Regions from separate parts of the Zea mays genome. Here region 1 is linked to region 2. A link is a contact called in public Hi-C data. All regions are on one chromosome and are shown on one strand. The core of a region is the stretch at or near the end of the contact, and the rest is flanking DNA. Distances in the headings are between cores, read along the strand shown. Region 1 holds the start of LOC100280900 (glutamate carboxypeptidase 2). Region 2 holds the start of LOC100382682 (Protein kinase family protein with leucine-rich repeat domain).

Region 1 (3,754 bases), core at 196-2,695, 140 kb after region 2:
ACCTCCAACGACAACTCTGAAGCTCGAGGACAGCGTTTGTACCTTCATCTGAAACCATAATTTTTTGCGAGATTCGTACCTTCGAAGCATGCGGCTTCGCTCGGAGATTTGATCTCGGATAAAGACAGTTCATGATGTTTTTATAGGATGGCTGTGGAGCAGCTGTCTAGCCAGCAGACGAACAACTTCTTGTTGGATACCCACTTTTCATCCCTATCCGCTTTAGGCTTCAGGACTGTCTCCATTCTGTTTGCAATGTGGCCTCGGGAGTCGGGAGGATAGCCTTACGAAACATTTGTCCATCAGACCATATCAAGGTATAACTGCCGCCAATTTGCAGTCCCTTCATTCTCTAACCCTATCGTTTTAGGAACCCAGGGCTATAGATGATCAATCACCCTGCTCATGGTCTCATTCCTTCCTCGTCGGTACCCGGCGTCTGATTTGATTCCTTCCCCATGGCCATGGTGGCGCTTTGCTCACCATTTCGGTGAACCTCAGAGGAACATGACTGCGACCTGAACCTGAACCTGAACGATCAGGTCTCCGATGAAAAGTCCGAGCAGCCTCGACGATGATTCGTGCACCAAATTTCACCCACGGTGCTGGTGTTTGGCAACGCCCAGTTGGAGTTGGAGCAACTGTTTGGAGACAGAAATATATAGGGACACAGGATCGGTCATTGGTCAACCGCCAAACAAAGCTGTTTTTTGTTAATAATTGCCGGCCTAAAATTATTGGCGCAGAAGATTCGTTCTCCTACTCCCAGAATCTCTACAGCGGTCCCATACTGCTGCTACCCGCGGAGAGGAATCGTGTGTCTAAAAACATTACTCCCTCCGTTTCTTTTTATTTGTCGCTGGATAGTGCAATTTTACACTATCCAGCGACAAATAAAAAGAAACGGAGGGAGTATATGTTTAGATAAAGTCAAAGGATCGTAAGTTTAAACCGAGTCTATATTTTATAGATAAGAGCATTAACATTTAAACATTTACAAACTTAACTGAATTTACATTTATAAGTTTTAACTAAATTTGTACACGGAAGATAACAATGCTAACTAGTGATATTATAAATATGAGTCATTTTTATTAAGTTTGATCGAACTTATTACCATTTAAATTTAACTAAACCTGTAATATTTTTTACTGTCCGTTTTTGCACGCAGATGAACATATGATCCTCTACAAAAGTAAAAATGCCGTCTTGAATTTAATTGAAGTATATTTAATAAAAAATCGTGAATGGTTGAACAATTAATAAAGATTTGCTAAACCGAAGATTTTTATAATCTCTCTCTCTTCTCGTTCTGAAGAGTTCCCCACCCAAGTTGTAATTGTAATGAGCCAGTCCAAAGTGGTGAACCTCTCCCGCCGACGACGCTCGCATACACTCCCATTCCCCCCCCCCCCCCCCCCCCCCCCCCCCCCCCCCCCCCCCCCCCCCCCCCCTTCCTAGTCAGTTCCCCCACCTCATGACTCCTGAGGTCTTGCTCTAGCTCGAGCGCCATGGCCACGTCTCGCTGCGGTAAACAGCGGCAGCCGCTCCTCCACTCTCCCACGCCCGCAGACGCCAACGGTGGCGGCGCAGCCAAGAGGCGCAGGTTCGTCTCGTTCCTCGCCGTCACGGCAGCTCTTGTCGCGTCCTACCACCTCCTCGTGCCAACCAATTCGTCGCACTACCACGCACTATTCCTCTCCCTCGGTTCCAACGCCACCGCGGCGGCCCACCTACGCGCGCTCACCCTCCGCCCCCACGTCGCTGGCACCGAGGCCAACGCGGCCACCGCCCGCTACGTGCTCCACGCCTTCTCCTCCCTCTCCTTCCCAGCACACATCACCCCTTACTCGGTTCTCCTCTCCTACCCCGTCCACCGCTCCCTCTCCCTCGCCGCGGCGCCCGGCCTAGCCGCCAGGCCGTTCTCCTTGGTGCAAGAGACCTACAAAGGCGACCCGTACGCTGAGGCCGCCGCGGAGGTCCTCCCGACGTACTTCGCCTACTCGGGATCCGGCTCCGTCACCGCCGAGGTCGTCTACGCCAACTACGGCCACAACGAGGATTATGCTTACCTCGCCTCCCGCGGGGTCGACGTCGTGGGCAAGGTCGCGCTCGTGCGGTACGGTGACATCCACTGCGAGGACATGGTGCGGAACGCGCGCGCCGCGGGCGCCGCCGCCGCTATCGTGTACACCGATGCCAAGGACTTCGGCGGGAGCGCGGCGAAGGGGGAGAAGCGCAAGTGGTTCCCCGACGCGCGGTGGCTGCCGCCGACAGGCGTTCAGGTCGGGACCCTGTACTACGGGAACGGCGATCCGACCACGCCGCTGTGGCCGTCGTGCGCGGCTGGGGACGACTGCGAGCGGCTGAGCATGGAGGAGCTGGACGGCAGCGAGGAGATGCCGGGCATCCCGGCGCTGCCAGTGTCGGCCAGGGACGGGGAGACAATCCTCAAGGCGATGGGCGGCGATGTCGCGCCACCCAAGTGGCAGGGCGGCGACGGCGCGCCCGTGTACCGGCTCGGCCCCGGCCCGGCCGTGTTGAACCTCACCTACATTGTGAGTGCCTCAGTGGTCAGCGCAAGCATTATCTGTGGGGTAGTATTGTCTGAATTCAAGGACGAATTTCTGATTATTGACTTACGATTTGCAGGGAAACGAGACTTTAGCAACAATCGAAAATGTGTTTGCGGTGATAGAAGGAAAAGAGGAGCCTGACAGGTAACTGGTCTCTCGAAACTGTATAGATTTGCATAATTTTGGCTAACTGCAGCCTGCAAAATGGAAAACTGCACAAGACACCGAATTGCACATGTCATATGCCCGCTTATCGATTCTTATCTTAGTCAGCCGTCCACACCGAGTACTAGTATTTTCATATTTTTATACTCTGGATGTTTCTTCGATTGACTTCATGGTTCGTCGCTTCACAAATTTGTCAAATTTTGCCAACAATATAATTAGATATCAGCATCATGTCATGGGCATCTAGAAACTTGACAAATTTAAATACTGTTTGACATATTTGCAGATATGTGATCATAGGCAACCATCGTGATGCTTGGACATTTGGAGCAGTTGATCCTAACAGTGGAACAGCAGCCATGCTTGAGGTAAACTACTACTGCTGAATATAGTTTGATGGCATATTCGACAATTTCGAGAAATTCTATTTCAAAAAAAAAAAAAAAAAACTGAAGGGACCCGGTTTCCTCCCACTGTATAGATCGCGGAGAGGCTGTCCAAGCTACAAGCGAAAGGGTGGAGGCCTAGAAGAACAATAATCCTATGCAGTTGGGACGCAGAAGAGTTTGCCCTGGTACCTCCTTGCTTACTGGTTCACATATCCTTATCTGCAAGTCAAATGCTCAGATGAACAATCATTCATGCTGGATTTATACACTGTCTCAGATAGGGTCTACTGAATGGGCCGAGGAGAACATGGACACTCTAGCTTCAAGAGCTATAGCTTACCTGAACGTGGACATATCAGTGTTTGGTCCTGGGGGTCTTATGCCCCGTGCGACCCCTCAACTTGATGAATTGATCAAAGAAGCAAGTAAAATGGTATTCAAGCTCTACCCTGTTTCTATATTACAGTTTATGGAGACTCCTGATTTACAGTTCTCGTCACTTCTTTATTTGAAGGTACCAGATCCTGATGAACCATCTCAAACCTTGTATGACACCATGATGCGCCATCATCCACCGGTATGTATGTTCAATGTTAAAGATGTTCTATAGCTATGATCTGG
Region 2 (3,880 bases), core at 275-2,774:
ATACTGGCCGGTATTTGGCCGGAGAACTGGTTGTTCTCGGCCGTGAATTTCCTGAGCTGAACTGCAGTAGCCGGGATGTTGCCGCTGAATCTGTTGTTCCCCATGTCTAACGTCGTAAGGTTGCTGGCCATGGTGGCCGGAAGACTCCCGGAGAGCTGGTTACCCGGTAGTGTCACGTAATTAAGCAGCGTCGCCGTCCACAAAGCCTCTGGCACGTCTCCGGAGAGCTGGTTATTGTCTAGAGCCAGCGTTTTCAGAGTGTTGCAGTTGGCGAGGCCTGCCGGGATGGACCCGGTCAGTTTGTTGTTCATGGCGGTGAGGTACCGGAACTTGCCTCCAGCGCACAGCTCTCCGGGGATAGCACCGGTGAGCTCGTTGTAATCAGCCTCAACAATGAGCAATCCTGAGTACTTTCCAAGCTCCGGCGGGAGCGCGCCAGTAAAGCGGTTATTGCCAAACCTAAATATTGACAGTGACGGCAACGGGCCGATGCTCGCTGGTATCTCGCCGGAGAAGTTGTTGCTGAAGAGGTACAGCTGTGTAAGGTTCTTCAGGAGCCCAAAGGCTTCAGGGATGGGTCCTGTAAGTTTATAATTCTCTGAAAGGTCGATGTGCGTCAAGCTCGTCGCGGCGAAGTCATTAATCACCACGTCGCCGGAGAAGTTGTTGTCGTACAAAAACAATTGCTGCAAGTTCTTGAGGCTCCAAACACCCGCAGGTATGCTTCCGGTCAACATGTTATTGGACAGGTCCAGCACCTCCAGCTCCTCCATCTCCAGCACATAGCTCGGGAAGCCGCCGGTGAGGTTGCACTGTGATGCCCAGAGGCTGACTATGCTGGTGAGGTTCTTGAACGACGCCGGCAACTGGGCCGGGACGAACCGGTTGGCCGCCAACCACAGCGTCTGAAGCCTCGTCAGTGAACCGAGACCCGGCGGGACGGTGCCGACGAAGCGATTGGTGTCCAGCGTGAGATGCTGGAGATACGAGAGGCTGGAGAGCGACGCCGGGATGCTGCCATCGAACTGGTTGTTGCTGAGGACAAGCGTGGACAAGTTCGCACCGAGGCGGCGACCGATGTCCACGGGCAGCTCACCGGTGAGTTTGTTCTGGGACAGGTCGAGGTACTGGAGCGAAGCGCAGCGGTAGAGCGCGGTCGGGAACGCGCCGGAGATGCTGTTGTTGGAGACGTCGAGGTGGGTGAGCGCCGAGAGGCCGCCGACGGCGTCCGGGAAGGGGCCCGCGACGCCGGCGCTGCCGAGGGTGAGGTTCGTGACGCGCCCGGCCGTGTCGCACCCGACGAACGTCCAGGCGCACGGCGCGCCCGGGGACGAGGCGTTCCATACCGCCAGCGCGGGCGGGTCGCCCCACGCGCTCTTGATCCGGAGCAGCAGATGCTTGTCGTCCGCCGGCTGCGACTGCGCGCCCGCTCGGCGCACGCGGCAGCAGGGGAGCAGCGCGAGCAGCAGGACAAAGCAGGCGCGCGCGCACGGGCACGCGCGCCGCGGTGGCGCCATTGTCTCCGGCGGCTTCGTGGCGTGGGCGTTTGGTTGTGCTGACTGGTGCTCGCGGCCGCTGCGGTTGTCAGCCGCTGCCCGCTGGGTGGGGATAGCTGGATGCGGTGGGAACGGAGTTCCCCTGTTTTTCTGTATGCTGGGGGCTGGGCTACCCTCTAGTATGAGCCCGCGTTGCTGCGAAGCTTCTAATTTCCTGGATTAGTTCGTGTTTTTCCCGTCGGCATTACGGTGATCCGGACGGAACGTCCTTGCTCGGTGTAGATCGGGGAGAAGAGTCAGAAGTGCTGTATAGTGTATTAGTGTTTGACCAGTATAGAGGCTAATGCCGTTTAGAGTAATCATTTCGTTATAGTGTTTGACCGTTCGTCGCAAACTATGGTAACCTTTCTTCCCGACGGCCAAGGGAAACTGTACATACCAGGGCTCCGGTCAGACATGGCGGCTAGTCGTTGGCTGGCCTGGACTTGATCGCTTGAGCGGCCGAAGGATGGAGCCCCATCCTGCCCTCTTTCAACGGTCCAACTACTACGTTCGTTCTCTTTTCATGTATCATGTATGGAGGTAGCAATTTAAACAAACAAGCCAAGCCGCCTACAAAAGATCTAGAAGACGAATTTATGGGTCCTTTGCCACTAGATGTAACCGAATGAATTGGTGCAACTATGTAACTAAGGCACAACGATGGAGGTCGGGATCTTTTAAAAAATATCATTTTTTTAAAAATAACCCATTCCACCTCTCCTTGAAAAACGCCCTCTGGTCTCATCCTTGTGTTTTAGTTGTATCTGTTACGTTTCTTTTGGACCAGCCAAACAAATATCTCCGAGTTTAAAATATAATGTTACATTGTGCTTTTCAAATGGTATCGTTTTATAACATAGGTCTTTGAAATATGCTGGACCTCACGGTCTTAGATGTTAAAATTCGAAAAAAAAAGTCTTAGATGCTTTTCTCTTCTCAAAACAAAATTGACCCTATTTCCTTTTTGCACACTAATATACAAAAGACTTGCTCTTCCTTATATTTAAGATAGAAAAATATGTCTATTATAGGGCGCGCCGAAGGTGACATTTTAGAGACATGGAGTGAACTCAAAGATCATGACCTCTGCTGCATAAATATAACTTTACTTATTTAATATACACATTTATCAGATAAACTAACACAATATTAAAAAGCGTATTAAATTATTTGTACAATGTCTTAAAAGTTTCCTGTAACATTTCTTGATAACAATGTCATCAACAAACTAAACTACAGAACTCTCCACTCAAAAATTATATCATTTACCTTAACATAAGACAAACCATAATGTTTCCGCAAACTTAATTGTGTCTCTTTCTGCAAACTCATCATGTCTCTTTCTCTTTTTTCTTTCTTTTTTATTGCCTAATGCATACTTTCTTGTTGACACGATCTCGATAAAAATTTAGAAAAAAAAAGAAATATACTTAATGGAATGTCAAGCATGAAGTGACGCACATGACAACGAGAATATGAGATCGCTGCTGATATAGCAATTAAATTGAACGAATGACGTGCTCACCAGGACCTGATTTAGGCAGCGATGCGTACTCGTGTCCCCGCGCTGCAGTTGTAAATTGCGTTGAACTCAGTAGACGACGGCGACGACGACACAGAACAAGCGACGCAATACACAAACATGTCGGCGAAACCATCGAGAGCACCCACGATTTCTTCGTATTACCGTGCATGGGTTATTTAACTTTTGCTCTCCTTTGCACTGAAGGACTGGATGGCGGTCTGCTTTAGTTTTTTTATTTGAATTTTTACTTTTCTAAAACTAAGGTACCTATATAGAAAAGACCGGGAGTGAGACCTACCAAATTGGGAGGCCTAGAAACACCGCCCAGTAATAAAAAAACCTACGACGTGTTTAGTTCGGCTGCATGTAACGGTATCCGATTTCTTCGGGTATCCGATACTATTACAGGTGTTTGTTATGTGTTTTATTGGAATCAAATACACTGTAATCAAATACCCCTGTATAGAAACCTCAATCCCTCCAACCCTAACTGGAATCAAACGCAGGGTCCGCTGTGCAGCTGTGCTAGCGCCGCCATACGCCCATACGGTCCTCCCTCCTCCCAACGTCTCCACCTCTCTCTCCACCTGACGGCAACCTTCATGCTCCCTCTCTCTCTCTCCACCTGACGGCAACCTCCGTGCTCCCCAACATCTCCCTCCTCCCCAACGTCTCCCTCCACCACTACCTCCTCCCCAACACCTCCCTCATCCACTCCCTCCTCCCCAACATGGAAACCGACGAGTGCCTCAACAACAAGGGCGGTTGCTGGTAAGTCTCCCTCCACCACTACCTCCTCCCCAACACCTCCCTCCTC

The links. Hi-C and Micro-C count contacts between places; a contact is called where the count stands out from the background.
Region 1: a Hi-C map of ear shows a contact between it and region 2, with 2.3 times the contacts expected there. The contact joins the promoter of LOC100280900 here to the promoter of LOC100382682 in region 2. A contact is called at or near these places in 3 of 25 Hi-C or Micro-C datasets (ear, leaf and tassel).

What each region holds. Positions count from the first base shown.
Region 1 is chr3:204,584,027-204,587,780 of Zm-B73-REFERENCE-NAM-5.0, forward strand. LOC100280900 (glutamate carboxypeptidase 2) reads left to right here and starts at 1,446. Exons shown (of 12, transcript NM_001153820.2): 1 at 1,446-2,558; 2 at 2,653-2,720; 3 at 3,031-3,112; 4 at 3,226-3,318; 5 at 3,411-3,566; 6 at 3,648-3,710. The coding sequence starts at 1,512.
Region 2 is chr3:204,445,366-204,449,245 of Zm-B73-REFERENCE-NAM-5.0, forward strand. It overlaps LOC100382682 (Protein kinase family protein with leucine-rich repeat domain), which reads right to left and starts at 1,525. Exons shown (of 2, transcript NM_001321472.1): 1 at 1-1,525. The coding sequence starts at 1,517. LOC103651224 reads left to right here and starts at 3,556. Exons shown (of 8, transcript XM_035966415.1): 1 at 3,556-3,834.